Linked DNA regions of Sus scrofa: region 2 is linked to region 1. Evidence: chromatin contacts called from public promoter capture Hi-C data. All regions are on one chromosome and are shown on one strand. Each heading gives the region's core, a stretch centred on a gene start, on an enhancer-like site or on the middle of the called end of the contact. The rest is flanking DNA. Distances are from core to core; before and after follow the strand shown. Region 1 holds the start of ARHGEF39 (Rho guanine nucleotide exchange factor 39). Region 2 holds the start of RNF38 (E3 ubiquitin-protein ligase RNF38).

What was found. Promoter capture Hi-C pulls out the DNA fragments that hold promoters and counts their contacts.
Region 2: a promoter capture Hi-C map of liver shows a contact between it and region 1, with 3 times the contacts expected there. The contact joins the promoter of RNF38 here to the promoter of ARHGEF39 in region 1. A contact is called at or near these places in 1 of 5 promoter capture datasets (liver) and 1 of 2 datasets of contacts at active chromatin or transcription factors (alveolar macrophages).

What each region holds. Positions count from the first base shown.
Region 1 is chr1:236,385,443-236,392,717 of Sscrofa11.1, forward strand. ARHGEF39 (Rho guanine nucleotide exchange factor 39) reads right to left here and starts at 2,200. Exons shown (of 9, transcript NM_001195686.1): 1 at 2,025-2,200; 2 at 1,724-1,818; 3 at 1,333-1,453; 4 at 956-1,074; 5 at 306-376; 6 at 1-80. The coding sequence starts at 2,162.
Region 2 is chr1:237,234,379-237,241,670 of Sscrofa11.1, forward strand. It overlaps RNF38 (E3 ubiquitin-protein ligase RNF38), which reads right to left and starts at 5,933. Exons shown (of 13, transcript XM_013993658.2): 1 at 5,633-5,933. The coding sequence starts at 5,885.

The sequences.
Region 1 (7,275 bases), core at 950-3,449:
CTGGAGGTGCTGGTCATTCTTCTGTTTCTGACCAATGGTGTGGACTCTCTGGGCAGTCTCACTTATCAGCCGGGCTGCCCCTGGAATGACATCCCACGCCCAGCTCTCAGCACAGCTTTGATTTGGGGTGACCAGTGATGGTGAAAGGCCGTTCCAGAGGGGACCAGGGTCAGAGTCTGACTTCTTGAAGGGTAGGTAAACATGTCTTTGGATGCCAGGGACATATCAGACATTGGAGGGCAGAGCCAGAAAGGGGTACAGGAGAAGCAGTCCCCAAGGACCGCTGCAGAGGACCAAGAACATACTTGCCAGCTGTTCCTGGTCAGGGCTGTTGGGGCCTGTGTTTTCAGCCAAAGCAACAGCAAGATTCTCATACCTGGAATTAGACAGTTGGAAGTCTCTGAGGGGAAGTTGCGCTGACACACAAATCACGCCCTACACATATGTCAGTTGCAAGGCCAGGAAAGATCTGCTTGTGGCTGTTTTATCCCCCTCTCGTCTGGGACTCAGAACTTGGGTTTATACCACACGGCCCTCATCTTTTCCCACACTGAAGAGTCTAGGGCAGGTTGATCATAATTCAGGAGGCCAGATCCCAAGGTGAAAGTTTATCAACCCAAGGAGGATGCTGCAGACAACCTGACTATAAGTTCTTAACTTGTACTCAGGACAGAAATTCCAAGCCAGGTAAGCCCTTCATCTCCGGAAGCCCTGTTGCTAGCCTTAGTATAAGGCCTTTACCTCAATGTAAGTTCCACAGTCCCAGCTATGGGCCTGAGGCTGCAGAGCCCAGATACTCCAGTGAGTTCACATTTACTCTTGCAAAAGGTTTTTAGGAGCTGTTTGTCCAGGAGAGACACAGTGGGATGATCCCATGGAATCCCACAAAACTGAGAGCAGCAGTCATGCAGACACAGAAAAGAGGAGTTGGTTGAGTAAGGTTGAGTGGACTCACTGCTGGAGCCTTTGCAGAGGCAGAGGGAGCAGGTCCTGGAGCTGAAGACCCCCAAACTCAGGACGACCTTCCTGAAGTCGCACAAACCTCCGGAAACGTCTGTTCTTCTTTAGTTGCTCCTGGCGTGATGGGGAAAGGGTTGGCAGCAAGGAGAGAAGCCATTCCTTATACTGGATTCTTCCATGTACACATCCCCAGCCCTCAGGAAGCTGTGTGCTTCAGAGAGAACCCTGTCTCCCTACAGGGAACTTAGCACAGGGTGGTGGGGCACCCACAGGGCTCTATAAATGCAGGAACAGTATGAATGGAGTTTGGGTCTCCAGATTTAGAGGAAATGTACAGAGGAAGAGGGGAAGGATGTGAGATCTTCAGGTTACCTGCAGGGTGGTCCAGGACCTCTCAGCGTTGGCAGCAAATTGGGTGTAGAGCTCCAGGTGGGGACAGAAGTCCTCCAGCCCCTGTCCCCAGCGCCCTCCTTCAAGGTGGAGAAGCAGCTCTCTGCGTGGGTCAGGACAATGAAAGAGCAGCCCAAGAACTACCGAAGCACCACCTCTCTTAATCCTCATTAACCCTGCCCCAGAGGTAGTGCTATTATCCCGTTTTATAGGTGGAGAACTGGGGCAGGTTAAGGCACTGGGCCAAAACCACAGGGGAGAAAACTGGCAGACGTTGAATGTGGACCTGGGTTTCTCCGACTCTTGAATTCCGTGCAGCTACCAGAGGCCAGGGTTCCCCCTCCTTCTCTATCCCCACGCCCCATCTACTCACTGGCTGGCGCGGTAAATGAGCTCCCAGGGCCCAAACAGGGCCTGGCGCTCTGGTGGTCGCAAGGTGCCCTTGGCTCTCAGAATCCCCACAAAGTACTGCGGGAGGAGAGAATACAATACCGGTATGTAGTGCGCAGAGGAGGCTAAAGCCGAGGTGCCGCTAGGAAGTGTACAAGTCCGCCCGAGAGCCTTATGTGCAGGCGGATGGGCCAGGGCCCACCATACCCCTGGTCACCGACCTCGCAGAGACCCTGCCACACCCTCCGGTCCCCGCCCCCTACGGGAGGGTGCCCGGCCCGCACCGTGGCCACCAGCCCCAGCTGTTCCTGGTAGCGCCGCTCAGTCTCCAGCAGTTCCCGGGCAGTGCAGGCGCGTTTCCGCTCCCAGCGGGCACGCTGCTCTTGCACCGGGCACCGTGCGCTGGGACCCGGGATCTCCATGCCGGACTGAGGGATCGACGTTTCCTCCCGCAGCCCGCCGGAGATTCGAATCCCAACGGCTTCGGGGGCGGGGCCGGAGGGGGGAGCGCGCCCCCTGGCGCCTGGAGGCTGTGCGCGTTGAACCTCATCAGGTCTCTTCCTTAGGGCTTGACCCACCACCAGGGCGGCGCTGTAGGTGCGCGCCTGGGCAGGGCAGACTGGAGCAAGTGGGTGGTCGTCTTCTGAGTGGTACTAAGTTGGGGCAATAGCCTGGACTCTGAGTCAGGAGACTTAGAGGTTTAGACACTGGCAGGGCCGCAGTGTTCCACCCGTAGAATTGAGGAGGGGACGATAGTTAGGCTATGTGTTCTGTTCTGGGCCTATGCCAAACTCTAGGATCCAGTCCCCAGTGCTTTCACTACTAGGAACCCTCACGGGTCACCAGGTTTTTAATATTTTGGCCCCCGAAGAAGAACTGATGTTTTCTCCTTTCATACTGATCCAAAACCTGGTAGCCACTTAGCTTCTAGTTGGCAAATGTCAATAACTAACTTGGTGGTTGAGAACTGCTCTAATTCTGGCCAAAGACAAAAGCTTGGAGTTGATTAATCTGTGTTACCTAGTCAGAGATAAAATGTACCAGATTTTTCTTAGGTCTTTTCGAAAACTGGCAGTAGTGCTGGAGGTAAATGAACAGTGCCATTTTTGTCAGTATGTATATCTTAAAATGTGCCTACTCTCATGACCCAGAAATTCCACTTCTAGGAATGCATCCTAAAAAATTAGATCTATGGACAAAAACATATATATTAGGATGGGAGGCAAAATGTTGTTTGTAACAGAAAACTGGAAATCACCTTAATGCCCACTGGTAGAGAATTGGCTAGGAAAATTATAGTACAGCCATTTGAAGGAATAATATGAAAGTATTAAAGATGATGTAAAAAAAGCTATCAAAATGGAGAAAACGTAGTATATTACCTAGAGAAAAAAAAGCAGGCCACAAAGATGTTTGCACAATATGATCTTATTTAGGTAAAAGAAATATACGACTGGAAGGATAAACAATCAAAAACTAATTGTGGTTTTTATCTCTGGGTGATGGGATCAAAGATAATTCATTCAGCAGATATTTACCAAGCACCTAATCTGTGCCAGGCACTAGATCACTGAGGTTAAAGGGGTAAATAGGATAAATAGGGTGATTTTTAAATTCCCTTAGACTTTTATGCTTTTCCTTAGTTTTCTGCTTGAGCATACACGCATTACTTTGTAATCAGAAAAAAACTGCTATTAAACCCAAAATATTAGATAGAAACTTTCGACCCCATTCCTACCACTGTAGACGCCTATGAATCTGGGCCCCAAGCCAAGAACCAGGGTATTATCATGGTTCTGAGGTCCCTTCTAGTTCACTGACATTCTCAGAATTCTGAGGAAGGAGAAATGCTGGACTTCGATTAGGGAAAAACAATTTGAAGGGCTTGATGGAGGAAAAAGAGAGTTGGGGGGGTCAGACTGTACCTTGGATGGGTCAGAAGGAAGCTGGTGATACCATGTAGGTGAAGGACTGGTTACACTGTCTCAGGTGAATGTGGGACAGACCACACTAAGAGCTCAAGGGTGGAAGAGGACAGATAATCCCATGATGGCTGATAGCACCATGAGCCCCTAACGGGCGGGCGTAGTCCAGATAAGAGGTCATGGAAGTGTGAGCTAGGCTGAAAAATGTGTATGAAAAGCTTAGAAGGTAGAATCCACAGGGCTATAGGGCTTAATGACTAAATGTCGAGGTGAAGGAAAAGATGAAAGAAAAGATGGCACCGATTTCTGGCTTAGGCCACTGGTTGGAGGGTGGGTAGAAGAGGTTTTGGGGACAGATGAATTTGGCTTGAGGCCTGTTAAATTTGAGATGTTTGTGGAGTTCCTGTTGTGGCTCAGCAAGTTATGAACCTGACTAGTATCCATGAGGATGCAGGTTGGATCCCTGGCCTTGCTCAGTGGGTTAAGGATCCAGCATTGCCACTGGTGCTGCAAACAACAAAAAAAAGAGGGATGTGGGCAGAAGGCATGAGGGGCTCTAACACAAGCTCATTATGTCTCATCCTGTGCATGCACTTCAGTTCCAAAACGGCTGATAGTATGGTAGGCTGAATGGTGACTCCCCTAAAGATTGGTCCATGTTCTAACCTCTAGAACCTGTGAATGTGGCCTTATTTGGAAAAAGGTCTTTGTAGATGTAGTTAAATTATGAATCTTAAAATCACCCTGGATTATTGTGGCGGGCCCTAAATCCAATGATAAGTGTTCCTATAAGAGACATCTAGTAGAGCAACACAGAGACAAGAGAAGTTGGAAGCAGACATTGAAGTTATGCAGCCACAAGCCAAGGAATGCTTGGAGCCCCCAGAAACTGGAAGAGTTCTCACAAGGGGCGTTCAGAAGGAGCAGGGCCCTGCCAACACCTTGATTTCAGACGTTTAGCCTCCAGAACTATGAGAGAATAAAATTCTGTTGTTTTAAACCACCCAGTTTGTGGCAATTTTTTATAGCAGCCTAGGAGAGTAATACAGATGGTGAGGTGGGCCATAACTACAAGTCAGCCCCCAAGGCCCCAGAAGGGCCGTGAGCTATCTTTGCTACCAATCCATGTCTGAAGAGTAGGGGGCTTTTTCTCCTCCTACGTTACCAGCAAATAACTCCCGCCTCTGCAACCCTGGGATAAAGCAGAGGCATGTCCCTCAATGTCTTAAGACACAGTCTCTAATGAACAAAGACTGCCTTAAACAACCCAGAGAGGTCGTGTGCCAGGCCAAGGTGGAGCGGGGGAGGGTGTCTTAGTCAATTAGTCCTGAGTACACTCTGTCCCAACCTGGGGAGGTTCAGGAAACAAGACTCTGGGAACTCAAACCTGTTTTAGGGTTTGGCAGACTCCCAGTTGCAAAGGCACGATCCAGGGTCATAGTCTACATTCCCCACCCAGACCAGAGACATAGGCACACACAGAGACAGAGAGTTCAAGAAAGAGACAGCACCATGGAGAATGGCACTTAGCAAATGAGGGAGCTGTAACACAGCCCTGCACCTGGATGCAGATCTGGATTCTGACATGCTGAGAGAAAGCAGCAGAGATAGAGGGGAGACGTGTGGATTCACAGAAATGCCGTGGAGAAGTGTACAAGGAAATCCCGACAGAGATCTAAAAAGGGAAAAGAAGGAAACATTCAGAACTTTTGGAAAAAGGGAATGTGAAATAAAACTAAGATTGGGAGTTCCCGTCATGGTGCAGCAGAAACGAATCCAACTAGGAACCATGAGGTTGCCGGTTCAATCCCTGGCCTTGCTCCGTGGGTTAAGGATCTGGTTTTGCCGTGAGCTGTGGTGTAGGTCACAGACGCAGCTTGGATCCTGCATTGCTGTGGCTGTGGTATAGACCTGCAGCTATAGCTCCAATTCAACCCCTAGCCTGGGACCCTCCATATGCTGTGAGTGCAGCCCTAAAAAGCAAAGGGAAAAAAACCAAAAAACAAAAACTTAAGATTGATGTTAGATAAAGATGTAGACATAGAGACGCCAGACTTCAGTTAGCATGGTGTTTCTGTCCTTTGTGCTTCCCAGGACCTCTTCCACCCCAACCAGATCAGTCATTAGCACATTCTGTCTTGTCTAGGCCAGTCTACTTCAGATATTACCATGTACCTTCCATGCATCAGGGTCCAACCAAGGTTCTAAGAACACAGCTGACCAAGGCAATGAGCTGACCATCCGGGGTGCACACTGGATCAGATTGCCATGGATGGCTCTTATTAGGCCCCAGAAATAGCCACCTAGATCATTTGGCTAACTACCTCCTAAGATGACTGCATGGAGCACAGCTGTTGTTCAGCCATACAAGTTTTGGCACACAGTATGACAGTCACTCTGACAAGGCAGACAGTTTGGGATGCTGTGGAAAGATGATGTCCTGCTCTTGGAATAATTGTGGTTCGACACACAAAGCCCATTGATGGTGAGCTCCCTGAGGGCAAGAAGGCATCTTAGTCAATTTGTTTTTTTTCTCAGACCCTAGCAAGGTGATCTCAGAGAGAAAAATGATCAAGAAAAGACTGCTGAATAAAAGACTGAACCAATCAAATACTGGACCCTGCCCTTTTGGAGCTCAAGGCTATTAGAGCAGATAAAATGTCATAAATCACCTTAATATAAATTAGATCATAGGCAAGGTTATTAGTAAGGGCAGGCAAAGGACTGTGGTGGTCCAGCAGCACCAGAAATCTCTTCTTATGGTGTAGAGTTAGTTGGTCAAGTAAGACTTCCTGGAGGAGGTGGCCTTTGAGTAACAGAAGGGATTTAGATAAAGACAGTAAAACTATTTAACATAGTGGTGGGTGCACAGGTACTGATCCATCAGAGTGGAAGCTGGATGGGGTCCTGGAGCCCTTGCTGTGCCAAGCATTATCTCTTTAGAGAAGAGGTCACAAGGGTCCTGAAAAGTCTCCAGGGAGGACTGAAGTAGCAGGAGCACCCTGGAGTTAGGTTTAGCTACAAATTGGATTATAAATATTTTTTTCGTTTTTATTTTTGGCTGTGCCTGTGGCGTGAGGAAGTCCCCAGGCCAGGGATCGAACTTGTGCCACAGAAGTGACCCAAGCCACAGTAGTGACAACATAGGATCCTTAACTGCTGGGCCCCCGAGGAACTCCAAAATATTCTAGCCTATTTAATTAACCTATATAACCATACTAGTGCACATACCTACTGAATGTTAGCCCCAGAGAAGAATCTCCTGAGATGGCCTTACTCTCTTCTGGTGTGTTGGAGCCATGGTGGCCTTATTAGTATGTGAGCTCTACAAAACATCAGAGGCTGTTCTCCAGTTCAACGCTGCATCCCTAGGGCCTAGAACAGTGCCTGGAGGAAGAGAGGAGGCTCTCTAAGTGTTAAGTGAATAAGCAGATTGGGAACCCCAAGCCATTCTTAGGGTCCTCTCACTCTTTATCGCCTTGCACCCATTCTCCCCCTCCAATCCATGCTCCACATCAAGCCCCAATATAATCCAGTATAAGAAATGGATTCTTTCTTTCTCAAAATATTTGGTGCTTCCCTTTTGCCTGGAATACCATCCCCCACCCCT
Region 2 (7,292 bases), core at 4,683-7,182, 850 kb after region 1:
GTTAATTATGAGAGTTCCTTCTCCTGGCTGCAAAAGTGATTATAAAATGAATACTTATTTTACTTTTAGCCTCCCCTACCACTCCAGTCAAGACTTCAAAACCACTCACTTTCCAGCTCTGCCACAATAAAACAGGTTTCAACTGAAGATCAGTGAGCACCATCTGCAAACACTGAAATCAAAGGTGCTCAAGCAGAACAGATACAGACAGGTAACTTTCAACTCAAGGAACATCACAGAAGCACTACAAAATGTCCTACTACTTAATTGCTTAGGGCTGTCTCTTCCATACACATATTTTTTTTTCCTCTTCCACTTCTTCCCCTTCTTTCAACAGGGTCAAATGCTTCTATTACAACGCAAAATCTCGCCCTCATTTCTATGCACATTTTATCACAAAAGGGGAAAATGCAGTGATAGCTTTCCATATCACGACTGGAGGGAGCTACTGGGAAACCCTAGTATAATCCCATCATTCACCTGCCCAACATCACTGTGGTTAACTGTTCTAAGTAGTCCCTAGAGTAGCACTAATATCCATTGAAACAACAGGGGGAAAAAAAAGCCTGAAACTGCTTTGGGTAAAACCTACTATAGGTGAGAACTGTTTATTCTCCTTGCGTGGAGACAAGACTACTTTTGTTAAGCATATTCAGTTTTATTTACATATATTTTCTTCAAAAAAATTCCTTCAAAACGAAAGCAAAAGCACAATGGAAATCCCTATCCATCACCCTCAATCAATCTTAAAAATAATAATAAAAGAGACAACAGAAACCACTTCAAATTGTACCTCTCCCTTGAGCCCGCAGAACAGCACTCTTCCATGACAACTGTTCTCAAAAACACACTGCCATTATTTGCAAAAGCAGTAGGAAGTCCAGTCCTGTCCTTGGTTCAGCACTCCCCCTTCCTCTTTCTCCAAGAAAAAAAATGAAACAGCAGGAAGCGTAAACAACCACTTAATGGAAAATACAAATGGGTAAATATTTTCAAAATTGGCTAAAAAGCCTCAGGTCTTAAGAAATTCAGGAATGCTAGTGTAGGGGGAAATAGGAAGAGAAAAATAACATTGTATTTCTTCCCAAAGTGAACCCTGTAAAAATGCAAGAGCAAATGTGGCGCAGAGCTAGTTTCTCTCCTTCACTTACTGGATGTTTTTGTCTTTTAAATGATTTCCCTCATTGTCTTTCCATAAATAATGTTATCTTTTTTTTTCAAATTGTTTATTCTGTACATATTTCTCCAGGCCCATAACAAATTTTACAAATTTGAGCTTAACTCTTTGGTTCAACTGAGCATGGTGATGAAAAGCCAGGGGTAGGTCTCTTCTCATGAAAAGTTCACATGGAGGAATTCTCTTGTGGCACAGCGGGTTAAGGATCCTACGTTATCATTGCAGGGCTCAGGTTTGATCCCTGGCCCAGCAACTCTCATGTACCACAGGTGTGGCCAAAAAAAAAAAAAAAGTTCACATAGAGGAAACTCTTTTGAAGCCCCAGGCCCAGCAGCAGCTAGTCCTCTTCACAGAACTCGTGCTGAGTATGCACGGGTACCAGCTGGACCAACAGTTCCAAAGCTGCAGGTCCATGCTCATTCACGGAACACCTTTGTGAGATTTGGAAAAGGTGCCCCATCTAAGGGGACAGAGTTCCACACAAGGTGTTCCTCTTGACAAGTGGAGCACAAGTGGATTTCCATTCCTACTCGATAGCCAAAACAAGTACCCTGCGCTAGGCACAAGCTTAAGAAACCTATACAACAGCCTTACAAAAGTGTACTTGGGGAGTTGCCGTTGTGGCTCAGTGGTTAACGAATCCGACTAGGAACCATGACTTCTTGGGTTCAATCCCTGGCCTTGCTCAGTGGGTTAAGGATCCGGCATTGCCGTGAGCTGTGGTGTAGGTTGCAGACGCAGCTCGGATCCCGAGTGGCTGTGGCGTAGGCTGGTGGCTACAGATCCGATTAGACCCCCTAGGCTGGGAACCTCCATATACTGCGGGAGCGGCCCTAGAAAAGGCAAAAAAAAAAAGACAAGAAAAAAAAAAGTGTACTTGGGATCACACTGCACCTCCAAAGTAGGTTTCCAGAAAGAACCTCACTGAAGACAAGCAGGCATCTCACACATATTACCAGAAATCTTCACGTTAACATAAATTCATTCATAAACATATTAGGACTAGAGCAAAAAGTCTAGCAGGAAAGGAAAACTAGCAAATTTTGGAGAAAAGAAACTCTTCCATCTAAAGGGATAATCAGTTGTTCCTAAAGCCCCTAATCTTTGACTACAGATTCAAATAACTGTATGTTCTAAGCTAAAACACTAAAAATCACTATCATCTGCAGAGAAAGGCAAGATCACATTCATTTACCTTTGGGGGTTTACCTCCTCACTTTGTAGTTTTTCTTCAGACACTTTCTGGCCCTATCCCAAATATAGAACCATATATAGTGACACATGTAGCTAAAGTTTGTGAAATCTGATAAATAACCCTGGTGGGTGGTGGGCCCCTAAGTGAAAAGAAGAGGAACAGACAACCTGGATTATGAAAGGCTTAATATTCAATGGCTTCTAAACCTATCATTCTTTTACGCCCTACAAAAGAAGAATCACATGGGTCCAAATTAGTCCCAGTCATGCAGGAGGGACAACAGAAGGCACCCCAGGGGCTAGGCTGGGCAAAGCTGAGAAGGAACACAGCCCTAAGGCAGGGCTTCTCAAACTTTATTGGGCATCAGAATCTACTGGGGAACTTGTTCAGAACCACATTTCTGGGGCCTTCCCTCTATCTGGCAGATCAGAATGTCCTGAAGAACTTATATTTTGACAAAGCTCAAACTGTTGACCTAGGTCCACTAGAAAGTTTGGAAAGACTGGGAAATTCTCCATGCCTATCAGCTGTTCCAAAATAAAAGTCATTCATCACAAAACTAGGCATCGCAGGTCAGAAAGGAGGGAGAAAAGGACCACCAGCCTATATGCCTAATAGGCTGTGCTGGGCTAGAGCCTGTAGGTAGTGTTTCATTATCATGGGAAAAAAACACTGTGGTCTGTAAACAAGACATTTCTTGCATGTGAGAAATATTTCAAACATCCGAAAAATATTTAAAATAATATAATGAATATCTCTGTACCCTACATCCAAAATAAGCAAATGTTAATTTGCAATTATTTGATTTAGATTTTTTTAATAGAATACTAGATATAACTAAAGCCCTCTCTGTACCCTGACCAATCCCATTCCTCATCTACTCTTCCCAGAGATAATCACTACTCTGAATCTGGTGTCAGTTGTTACTCTGCATGTTTTTATACCATTACTACGTATGTACACAGACAATATTATTTTGCATGTTTTCAGATTTTATGCAAGTGGAAACACTCTCTAATAATCCTTATTGCTTGCTCCCAACCCCAATCTTATGTTTATAAGATGCAACCATTTTAATACATGTGGCTATAGTTTATTTTTCAGTGCTGCAATATTCAATTGTGTGGGACCATCATAGGGGAAGACTTACTCTGTCTTCCCCTGTTGGTGGACATTTAAGAGGTAATGTACATTCTTATATTTCTTTTGCACTTATTTTCTTGGACAAGCATGCAAAGATTTCAGGGTGTTTGCCCAGAACTGGACACTTCAGGTAAATAGGTTTGTTTGCCCTCCTTCAACTAGGAATTACTATACTACCCTCCAAAGTGGCTGTATCCATTTACATTCCCACTAGCAGTATATAAAGGGTGATCTCCCCACAACCTAACACTTAGTTATCACAGCACTTAATTTTTGCCAATCTGATGAGTGTGAAATAACATCTCACTGATGTTTCAATTTCCATTTTCCTGATTTTAAGTCTTTGACAAGTAAATTTTCATGTTTTTATGTGTATCTGTCAAATATGTTTTTCTCAGTTTTTTTAAAAAAATTTAACCCATCTTGTGTGAATCCAGGCACTTTTTCCCAAAGAACCTTGCCAAGAGCCACCACAGCTGGAAAGCTGAGGTGCTAGGAGGGTAGCAAGAAGGAATCATCTTGGACAAAGGGCCCTAATTAATGCATTTACTAATTAGTCTTTCCCTTCCCTTTTTTGTCAAGTCTTACTTCCAAAAGACAATACTATAGGCCTACAACCTGAGAACAAGAAAGAAAATGGGGGTGGGGAGTATTAAAGCTAAAACATGTATTTAAAAAGAGTACCTATAACCGTCTTTACTCAAAGAAAATGAAGTGACTGCAGACCAATACCTATTACCAAGCTTGTAAGATACCATCCACTTCTTACAGACTCCTTTCAAGCTCATTACCTTTGGCTCCCTCTTTGAAACAGCCCAGTTTTTTCCTCTAGACTAGACACTGTCCCCCTCCCTTCGGCAACCCTTTCATCTCCCTTCCCCCACAATGACTAAATAACCTCTCCGTTCCCCCATTCTACAGCTTCTGTCTTCTAGCTCCACAGGACTTTCACTGCCCACAACACTGCTCTTTCTCTGTTGCCTCTAGAACCCCAAGTCCCTTTCCTAGATGCTTCCACAGTTAAAAAAAATAAAAATAAATTAAAAAAAAAAAAACCCACTCGAAAGAAAACGGGAATCCCATGCCGTACATGGCCCTGTTCCATGCCAGGCTGGAGGGTGTCCCAATCTCTCACTTCCTTCCCTCTTCAAGCCTGGGATAGCTGTTCTTTCTCTGGGGGTTCCCCAAGTGGGACAGGTCCAGACCACCTGGGGAAACCTCATTTGGGCTTTCTGGGGCAGAAAGGCCCTTACAAGCGCCAAACATACACTTGTTTGGCGCCTGAACGAAACTCGGGCCATTTCGTGAAAAAGACACCTTATGGATCTTACGGGTATCTTCACAAAAGCGGGCAGGCCTGCCTCCTATTAATTCCAGCTGGATTAGTTTAGTCCGTGCAGGGGTGGGGAAGGTGGCCTGACAAGAGACCAAATGGTCCTTGAGATAAGAAGTTTCCGAAGCTCTGACCCACTCACTCAAGAAAGCTCTCGTCCCGGAGTACAACCTCACAGGCGTCTCTCCCCCTGCTGCTCCCCAAGACGGCTCCCCAGGACGCCACCAAGCCCCAAGGTAGCCCCCGCTCCTTGGTCCCAGCCTACAACAGATCCTTCCTCCTAAACCAGCCCAGAAAGGGCTGGGTGGGCGTGCCTGGAATCCGGGCCTAGCGCCCCCTCCTCCGCGATCAATCTCTTTCGCTTCTCCGGGGACGGGGGCTCTTCCTCCTCTCAGCGCTCCCTGCTCGGGGCCCACGCGGGCCCAGAGTGGTCCTGGGTCCCAGCCAGGCTACGACTCTTGCCGGCTATGTGACCTTGGGCAAGTCACTTCCCCCAGTAACCCTCAGTTTCCTCCTCCGCCCGGCGGAGCCCTAAAGAGGTCCTGCCCTGCCCACCCTAGGGGAGGGGGTTCCCCACTGGGTGAGAAAACGCTTTGTGAGCTGCTCGGCGCTGCGGGGACGCAGGGCTCCCGGGGGCTTCCGAGCAGTACAAACCTGACCCGGACAACGCTCCACCCTCACCGCGGGGCCGGGCGGCTGGACCACACGCCTCTGCCCCCCCGCCCCGGCCACCCCGGGACCAACCCACGCCCCTCCCCGCCTGGCCCTCTCCTGCACCCCGTACCTGTTCCCGGCGCTCGGCCGCAGGCGCCGCCACCCTGGGCGCCAGCCCGGAGAGGCCCGTGGCCCAGAGGGCTGAGGCGGCCGGCGGCGGCGGGCTCGGGCCGGGGCGGCGGCGGTGGGGGTCGCGGGCGGCGCGGGGGCCCGAGCTCCGCGGGGCCCGGCCTGGGAGACGACGACTGAGGCTGGAAGTGCGCGGCAGCCGCAGCTCCTGAGGCGGCGGCGGCGGCGACCGCGGCGGCGGCGCTTCCGCTCATGGCGGGGCCGCGGGCAGCGGCTCCGGCTACGACTCGACTCCGGCGCGGCGGGCGCTGGCTGGGCCCTGGCCGGCAGCGGCGGTGGCGGCGGCAGCGACGGAGGCGGCTCCCAGAGGGGGAGGAGGCGGAGCCGGGAAGCGGCGGCGGCGGCGGAGGGGGCGGGGACGCTGAGGGGGCGGGGACGCAGCGCCGCTGCCGCCAATGGGCAGACGGCTGCTCTGTTGGCCGCGGCTCCCGAGCTGGGCGGGCGGCGCCGTGGGGCATCTTCTGTAGCTGCTGCTGGTTGAGGCGGGGAGGCTGAGGGCCGCCCGCAGGGAGAGACCAGCTCCTGGGGCTGCTCCGCCCCCGGTCCGCCCCCGGGGCGCGGCCGCGGGCCTCCCGGGCCAGGCCTTGTGCGACCCAGGCCCAGCTGCGCCTGAGGCTGCACTGCCTCCGGCGCCAAGATTGGCGCCCGCGAATTTGCCGGCGGCTTGGCTCGGGTGGCTGCTGCCCGCCAGCGCGCCGGCCCACCGGCTCCCATTCCACGGGTTGTGCCGCCTCCTTCCTCCACCTCTCCCCATGCTAGAGCCACAGCTTCCTCTCCTCTCCCTCCCTTGGCTGTTTCCTCAAAGTTTTTCCTTTTCAGACATTTAGGATAGAAAGTCTCCCTTCCCTTCTTGGGTTATGTCTTAGTGATAAATCTAGCCCCACGGACCCAGAGAGAAAAGCAGAAGCAGAAACGAGAGATGGAGATGCTCTGCCTTCTCTGAGTCTAGTGATCCATTTTGAATTATGAACAGAAGCCAGCCAGGCTCAGCCCTGGCCCCTCGCCCCTTTCTCCGACTTTCTCTTCCTCTTTCTTGCTTTAAACGCCCTTGTTGCTAAAAGACTTACAGGAAACCATCCAACCCAGCTGGGCTCAGTCTCAAAAGAGGGAGAGGCTGTGAGGTGCGGAAAGGCTTTTGAGTTGTGCTGACAGTCTTTCTCTGAGAGAAGAATTCTGCAGATTCATGACCCCCTTGCACCCTCCTCTCCTTGGTTGTGCTGTTAGTTACTGAACCCGTTTTCCTTTTATGTTTCTCTGACTCTTATATCAAAGCCATAGAGGAGCAAAATAAACTCAATCATGTGCTGGGAGTGCCTCTAAGTACAGCCATGTGGGTGAGAGTGCAGCTAAACTGCTGAATAGATCATTTCCATAAAGTATTATCCTCAGCCTTTCCCCACATGCGGCCACCAACTGGGGACTGAGCACAGAGAGAGCCAGCTACAAGTAGAGGAGGCCCCATGAAAGAAGTGTGGATGAATCTTTGGCAACAGACATTTCAAATTCCATCTTGACACTTAACCAGGTGTGTGATTTTTTTATTTTCATTGACGTGTCATGACCAATGCTAGCCACTAGGGATTTAAGGATAAAGTCCAGTA